Linked DNA regions of Oryctolagus cuniculus: region 2 is linked to region 1. The links are chromatin contacts, called in public Micro-C maps. All regions are on one chromosome and are shown on one strand. The core of a region is the stretch at or near the end of the contact, and the rest is flanking DNA. Distances in the headings are between cores, read along the strand shown. Region 1 overlaps LOC100338442 (EEF1A lysine methyltransferase 1). Region 2 holds the start of MOK (MOK protein kinase).

Evidence for each region. A called contact is a pair of places that touch in the nucleus more often than the background predicts.
Region 2: a contact with region 1 is called in a Micro-C map of ear pinna, with 3 times the contacts expected there. The contact joins the promoter of MOK here to the enhancer-like site in region 1. A contact is called at or near these places in 2 of 6 Hi-C or Micro-C datasets (ear pinna and skin fibroblasts).

What each region holds. Positions count from the first base shown.
Region 1 is chr20:45,365,891-45,369,793 of mOryCun1.1, forward strand. It overlaps LOC100338442 (EEF1A lysine methyltransferase 1), which reads right to left. Exons shown (of 3, transcript XR_011384983.1): 2 at 2,585-2,675; 3 at 2,052-2,507. Among named protein-coding and RNA genes, the nearest start is that of HSP90AA1, 8.6 kb to the left of the region's middle. Within about 2 kb of position 1,906, at least 2 of the 8 cell types and tissues checked have an H3K27ac peak or open chromatin away from gene starts, as enhancers often do. A contact at or near this core is called in ear pinna, where this site is marked.
Region 2 is chr20:45,502,512-45,506,414 of mOryCun1.1, forward strand. It overlaps MOK (MOK protein kinase), which reads right to left and starts at 2,050. Exons shown (of 10, transcript XM_051834902.2): 1 at 1,844-2,050; 2 at 322-440. The coding sequence starts at 1,874.

The DNA of each region.
Region 1 (3,903 bases), core at 656-3,155:
AGACGGGGGGGGGGCAGTGTGCACAGCCCTGGGTGAGGCACAGGGAGACGGGGGGGCAGTGTGCACAGCCCCAGGTGAGGCACAGGGAGACGGGGGGGGGCAGTGTGCACAGCCCCAGGTGAGGCACAGGGAGACGGGGGGGGGCAGTGTGCACAGCCCCAGGTGAGGCACAGGGAGATGGGGGGGACAGTGTGCACAGCCCCGGGCGAGGCACAGGGAGACCGGGGGTGGGGGGGGGCAGTGTGCACAGCCCCAGGTGAGGCACAGGGAGACGGGGGGGGGGGACAGTGTGCACAGCCCCGGGTGAGGCACAGGGAGACGGGGGGGGGGACAGTGTGCACAGCCCCGGGTGAGGCACAGGGAGACGGGGGGGGGACAGTGTGCACAGCCCCGGGTGAGGCACAGGGAGACGGGGGGGGGGACAGTGTGCACAGCCCCGGGTGAGGCACAGGGAGACGGGGGGGGACAGTGTGCACAGCCCCGGGTGAGGCACAGGGAGACGGGGGGGGACAGTGTGCACAGCCCCGGGTGAGGCACAGGGAGACGGGGGGGGCAGTGTGCACAGCCCTGGGTGAGGCACAGGGAGACGGGGGGGGGGGACAGTGTGCACAGCCCCGGGTGAGGCACAGGGAGATGGGGGGGACAGTGTGCACAGCCCCGGGCGAGGCACAGGGAGACGGGGGGGGGCAGTGTGCACAGCCCCAGGTGAGGCACAGGGAGACGGGGGGGGACAGTGTGCACAGCCCCGGGTGAGGCACAGGGAGACGGGGGGGGGGGGCAGTGTGCACAGCCCCAGGTGAGGCACAGGGAGACGGGGGGGGGGGGCAGTGTGCACAGCCCCAGGTGAGGCACAGGGAGATGGGGGGGACAGTGTGCACAGCCCCGGGCGAGGCACAGGGAGACCGGGGGTGGGGGGGGGCAGTGTGCACAGCCCCGGGCGAGGCACAGGGAGACCGGGGGTGGGGTGGGGGGGCAGTGTGCACAGCCCCGGGTGAGGCACAGGGAGACCGGGGGTGGGGTGGGGGGGCAGTGTGCACAGCCCCGGGCGAGGCACAGGGAGACCGGGGGTGGGGTGGGGGGGCAGTGTGCACAGCCCCGGGTGAGGCACAGGGAGACGGGGGGGGGGGGGGGGGACAGTGTGCACAGCCCCGGGCGAGGCACGGGGAACTGGATGAGTCTCAGGCAGCATCTCTGGATCTCACACTCGCGGGGGCGGGACAGACAAGAAATGGGCCAACAGAAAGTGGGATGAGCCCGGGCAGGCCCTCGACCCGTCCTCCTGGATGTCAGCGTAAACGTCCGTCTTTCCCAGAGTGCCCTCATCCGCCTTGAGCTCCCCTTCAAACCTCTGAGTCATCCTGGACTCACCCCTTTCCTGCAGCCCCTCGTCCTGACAGCTGCTAAGGGGCTGGAGTTTTCCTATAAAACAGCCCTGCTCTGGAGGTTAGGGCCCCACCCAGATCCAGGCAGCCCAAGCTCCTTTTGAATTGATGGGTTCCAGTTCCTGTGTTTATCCACCCACTTCCCGGGGCTCCTGGAGCACTGGGCCAGCACTTCTACCTGAGCGTTGGAGCCCCAGGCCCCAGCTGCCCACTCATGCCAGCTCTGCCCGCTCTCTGCTGGGGCGTGGACCCACGTGCTCTCTGCCCACAGCCTGAGACACTGCAGACACCCACCCGTCACAGGGTCCCAGCTGGGTGCTCCAGGCACCGTCAGCGTGACCTGGACATTTAAGAAAATACAGAGAGAAACAGCCACGAAAGAGGAAGAACAGGCAGGAGAGGGTGGTGGTGGGTGGTGGGCTGCCCCTCCAACCACCTGCTGCGCTGTTTCCTGGGTATGCTGCGGCTCCCCCCACCCCCCACCCCGGCCCCCGCAGGAAGCCTGAGGACCCATCAAATGCACACACAACAGGGCCCATTGCCCCCAGATGCAACCTCCTTTCATTCATTCAGATCAGTACAGCAGCTCCAGAGCCTTGCTGGGCTGGCCTGCCTCCCCACACGCTTCCCTCTCCACTCAGCTCTGCCGCAAGCACACAGAACCCGGTGTGTACTCCTCTTTATTTATTTCATTTTTAAACACAGACATTTATTGGTTGGGGAAAGGGGAGCAGAATACATTAAGATTTGTTTATTTGAAAGGAAGAGTGACAGAGAGAGGTATCTTCCATCTGCTGGTTCACCCTCAAATGCCCACAACAAGCAGGGCTGGGCCAGGTCCCGCATGTTGGCTGCCTTCCAGGGCACATTAGCGAGAAGCTGGAGATGGGATTCCCCGGATCACACGCAGCAGCTCAACCCCAGTGCCACCCGGCAGGCCCCACCGTCTCTTCTCTTGCAATGCCTTTCTCTCCTCCAGGAACACTCGTCTGCTGATCCCCACTTGGAAACCAGCTCTAGATGCTTCCTCCACAGCTGGGATGAAATTAGTTTCCGTCTCTCTCTTGCCTTTATCCTACAAATCCGCCTCCTCCTCTGGCAGCACAGGGTGGGGATTGTGGCCTCCTGTGTGCAGGGTGAAGGGCTGGCCAGTGTTGGAACTGCACCAGGTGCTGGGAATCCCAAGGCGGAAAGGGACTGACCTTTGGCGCCATCTACTGGCCAGTGAGGGCTGTTTCAGGTCTCCAGCTGGAAATGGCTTTCGTGGTTGGGAGTCACACTGTTTTATTTCCCCTGAGCAGAATTAGGAAAGAGAATGATGACCATCATTAGAGCTTCACCCTGAAGCGTTCACAGCGACGTTTCCAGCCTTTCATTAGGTGGGAATGCGGCCGAACTTGAAAGGGAAGAAGACTGGAAGGTTAAAAGAAGCAAAATTCAAAGAATGGTGAGAAGTGGGGTTGTGTCCAGCCCTCCCTGCACTCCTTGGGGACTGCAGAGAAGTGGGCACAATGCCGGGTGGGTGCCATGGCTCTGCCCTCCACTGCTGCTCCATTTCTGTCTTGACCAACACAGATCCACCCAAACAGCCTCGTGATCTGCCAGTGGAAGAACAGGTCCCGCTGGCCCCTTGGGTGCCCAGAGGTGCTCTTACCCTCAGACACCCCCAGGCAGGGGTGGGGTAAGTGCTTCAGAAACAGAAAGTGGAAGAGGAATGAGCAGGTCCCTCTGCTTGGCTGGCCTGGGGGCTGACAGTTCCTTTCTGTCTAGTTTAAGCCAGGGGTCACCTGCCAACCCGGCCAGTCGGCCAGGGGCCAGATACCTGGGTGTGGACACCTTGCCATGAATGGGTCACCCTTTCAGTGCTGGCCCCGCTGTGGGTGCTCGGGCTGGGCCTCCTGGCCCTGTAATGCTTGATCCCGACAGCTCTGAACTCTCCTCCAAGCCCTGTTACAAGGGCTTGCCTTCCCCCCGTTCTGCTCACACCCCTTCGCGCCCACAGAACTCCTCCTTGGGAAATCGCCCACCCCTCCTGCAAAGAGCCGGATCAGCATAACGGATGGGAAGGGATATTTGCTTCTTTGTCCCTCTTTTGCTTCTCGGCTGACTCTGGGACAAGGTGTACAGAGGCGGTAGGGATGGGACAGGTGGATCAGGATCCATCTGTGCTTAATTCTACATTCTGCCTCTACAACTAGGGGAAGGCGCGTTGTTAAGTAGAACTGAGCAAGAAGAAGTTACTGGAAACTTCGCACATCGCAAACACCCGTGGTGTTCCAGACTTAGCAAACACCCTTGGTGTTCCAGACTTAGCAAACACCCGTGGTGTTCCAGACTTGGCAGACACCTGTGGTGTTCCAGACTTGGCAGAGACGCACATCGTGTAGATGTCTCACCTCAGGGATCTTCCGTCTGCTGGAAGACGCTGAGGCAAGTGATGTGCTGCGTGCAGAGCTCAGCGGCCAGTGGAGACAGCGAGTACCAGGTTCAGGGAGTTTGTTTTTTTTTTTGTTTTTTTTTT
Region 2 (3,903 bases), core at 800-3,299, 140 kb after region 1:
AAGACCTCTCTCTCCCTGCCTCTCCTCTCTCTGTGTAACTCTGACTTTCAAATAAATAAATAATTTTTTCTTAAATCCAACACATACAACCGTGAGAAACACATGAAGGGTTTAAACTGAGGCGACTTTTACAACTTACGTTTCTGTGTCCGTTAATCACTGTTACTATGGTAAACTCACTCATGAGAAAACTCCAGTACGAGAAACACAGTGTTAGCCCACATGCCTACTGCCCACAGAGTCTGCCTGTGTCCCACAGCCATCAGGCGAACACCAGGCTCCCACCCACACGAAGGCACCTTGGGATCCAAGCGCGACCACCTGCCTTTCGAAGTGCTGCCTCATCCGCTTGCAGGCGTAGTAGTTTCCATCCCTCAGGTTCTGCAGCTTCACGACTTCGGAAAACGTCCCTTCGCCTAGTTTCCCAACCGCTCTGTAGTCTAGGAGCAAGAACAGGATGTCGCGTGCGTACGTTTGTATTCACTTCTGAAGAGACCATCGCACAGCAGTTCACCGCGGAACAGCCCTTCCGCTGTCCAAGGCTCAGAGCCCCTCTGCTCAGGAGCGGCTGGCTGTGCTGGCGACAGCGCTACCTCCTCCCTGTCCAGCTCTTCATGTACGGCAGGCGCCACACCACCAAGCCCCGACCTCCACTCCAGACTCGAAAGCAGAGGCCCGCGAGGGCCAGGACTGTTCTGGCAGGAGTGGGCGGGGCGGCGGCAGGCTCCAGCAGCCTCCCAGCTTTCTCCTGAAACTTACTCTCCCTGTCATTTTTATGTTCAAACATTTTTAAAAAATATTTTATTTATTTGAAAGGCAGACAGGGCCAGCGGCATGGCGTAGTGGGCTATACCCCCTGCCTGCGGCGCTAGCATCTCATATGGGCACCAGTTCAGGTCCCAGCTGCTCCACTTCCGATCCAGCTCTCTGCTGTGGCCTGGGAAAGCAGGAGAAGACGGCCGGAGTCCTTGGGCCCCCGCATGGGAGACCTGGATGAGGTCCCAGCTCTTGGCCTTGGCCTGGCTCAGCCCAGCTACTGCACAAATCTGGGAAGTAAACCAGTGGATGAGAGCTCTGTTCTCTGTATCTCTGCCTTCCAGACAAAGAACAAAGGGAGTGACAGACACACACACAGGACTGGTAAGAGTGGTCGCCTCTAAACAGGGGCGTGAGGGTCTAAGGGGCAGCGGTGAATGATCCAATCCAATCGAGTTTCACCAAACCGCAGTGCGTCGACACAGCACTCTACAACAGACACAACATGCCATCTGACATATTCCTGACGAAAATAAGCTAAAGCAGGGGCCAGCCTCCCGCAGTGCTGGCATCCCGTATGGTCGCTGGTTCGAGTCCCGGCTGCTCTCTGCTGTGGCCTGGGAAAGCAGTGGAGGATGGCCAAGTGCTTGGGCCCTGCACCCGCGTGGGAGACACGGAACAAGCTCCTGGCTCCTGGCTCCTGCATGGCCCAGCCTTGCCTTTTGCAGCCGTTTGGGAAATGAACCAGCGGATGGAAGATCTTTCTCTCTGTAACTCTGCCTTTCAAATAAGTAAAATAAATCTTCATCCAAAAAAAATAAAATACTGTCGAACTTTCAAACAAGACTCCCATCACTAAAAAAACTAACAAAAAAGCGCAACTCCCAAAGTGCCAACGTACTCACTCGCACCCCAATATCCGGCGGGGGCCTCGGGCTCCCGCAGCCGCGAGCCCCCGGGGGATGACGGCCTCTCAGCCGACCGGCTGGGGCCTCGGCCGGCGCCCCTCGCCCACCCGGCACAGGGTGCCGGGGTCCGGCCGCGCACCCTCTCCGGTTCCTTCCCCGCCCACCCCGACCCCACTCACCCTTCATGCCGGATGCGGATGCCAGGTACATCCCCTCACGGGAAGGACAGGAAGGGTAGCACGCTTCCACGCTCCAGAGGCCGGATCCTGCCTCAGCACCACGACCGCCGCGGTGCTCCCCCTCTGGAGAGCGTTAGGACCCCGCCGCCATGTTGTATCCCCGTCACCCTAGCAACCGTCGCTCGGCGCGCCCCCGTGCGGCGCCCCGCGCGTGCGCAGGACTGCGCCGCTCGAGCGCGCGTGCGCGGTGCGGCCCGCCCGCGGCTTGGTTGCTAAGCAACCTCCCGCGCCGCCCTAGTTTCAAAAACAAGACCCGGCTTTCGTGAGTAAATAAAGGCGTGCAGGTCGCTGTCTTGGGCCGGAGTCGGACGCGAGCGCCCCCTGTGGGTGCACGAGCTGCGCGCGCTCACGGGCGTAGCCGGGGCTTGGCCTGGCTTGGGGTGCACCTGGGGCAGGGAGTGGAACACGGGATCGAGTCAGTCTTCCGCCAGCTCCCGCCAGGGACGCCGCCGTGACCCGGCCGTCTGCAGCGCCGTGCTCGGGGTGCTGCTGCACCTGGAGCCTCGCTTGTCCAACCACGTGCACAGCCGCTTGACCTCGGACCTACAAAACCGGTCCTTGGCTGTTCATCCCGTATCCTCGCCTTAGTTTTCCCCGTTTTCCGGTATCAGTGGATTGAGCCCGGACGGCGGTGTTTAGCAGACAATCTGTTTCCTGCTGCTGATCATCTTAATTAATGTTCCTGTGACCGGGACGCAGGCGGAAGTTAGAAAAATCAGGAATCGAAATTCAGTTCATTTTAGAAAATCCTGAGCACCTCACAGAGAAAACCGAGCTTGAACGGAGCACACGGAGCCATTCAAATTACCGTGAAAACGGGAGCTGAGGAACACTCTACATGGGCGGGTGCAGATGTAGGTTCTGCAGCTGCCACCCATAGGAGCCAGGGTTCAAGGTCCAGCCGCTGGACTTCTGATCCCAGCCCTGCTAGTGCACCTGGGAAAGCAGCAGGGGATGACCCAAGTCTTTGTGCCCCTGCACACACGTAGGAGACCCAAGTTGAGTTCTGGGCCCTGGCTTCAGCCTGGCGGAGCCCTGACTGTGTGTATGTGGGGAGTCAATCAGCAAATGCAAGATCTCTCCCCCTCCCCTCCTCTCCCCTCCCTTCTCTCTCCCTTTCTAATAAAAAGACGAGGGGGAAAGTAATAGGGAAAAGACCCCCAGTGGGTGACCCCAGCCAGTCATTATACTACTGCCATCTTGTTTCTGTAAAGTGGCTCCACAGTGAACGTTCAGTGAGCTCTGGATGCGGGACTGCGGCTGGTCAGGGCCCAGGCACTCCATCTGGCCCCCAGGTGGGTGCAGGCGCCCGGGCACTCGGGCCATCTTTGGCTGCCTTCCCAGGTGAATTAGCAGGGAGCGCCATCAGAAGTGGAGCAGCCGGGACTAGAACCAGCACTTATGCGGGATGTCACCAGTGGGTTAATCCTCTGTGCCACAATGCCAGGTCCGCGGCGCTTTAAGGAAAGACATTTAAAAACATTCCCGGAGGGGACAGCGCTGTGGCATCATAGGCTGAGCCTCCACTGTGGTGCCAGCATCCTGTACGGGCCCCAGTTCGAGTCCCGGCTGCCCCTCTTCTGACCCAGCTCTCTGCTGTGGCCTGGGAAAGCAGTGGAAGATGCCCAAGTGCTTGGGCCCACGTGGGTGACCCGGAGGAAGCTCTGGCTCCTGGCTCCTGGCTGTTGGCTTCAGATCAGCTTAGCTCCGGTCATTGTGGCCATTTGTGGAGTGAACGCAGATGGAAGACCTTTCTCTCTGTCTCTCCCTCTCTCTGTCTGTAACTCTACCTCTTAAATAAATAAAATCTTTTTTAAAAATGTGCCTGGAACCAACTGACTTGTTGTAGGAAATTAGAAACAACATCTGAAAACTCCCTCTGTTTGTCAGTTTTCCTTTTGTATTGTCTGACAGCTTTGGCGTGGTACACGTTGTGCAATGAAGCGTTTTTGTTTTCTTTCTATTCCCACCCCCACCCCCAGCAGCAGACAGGAATTCAG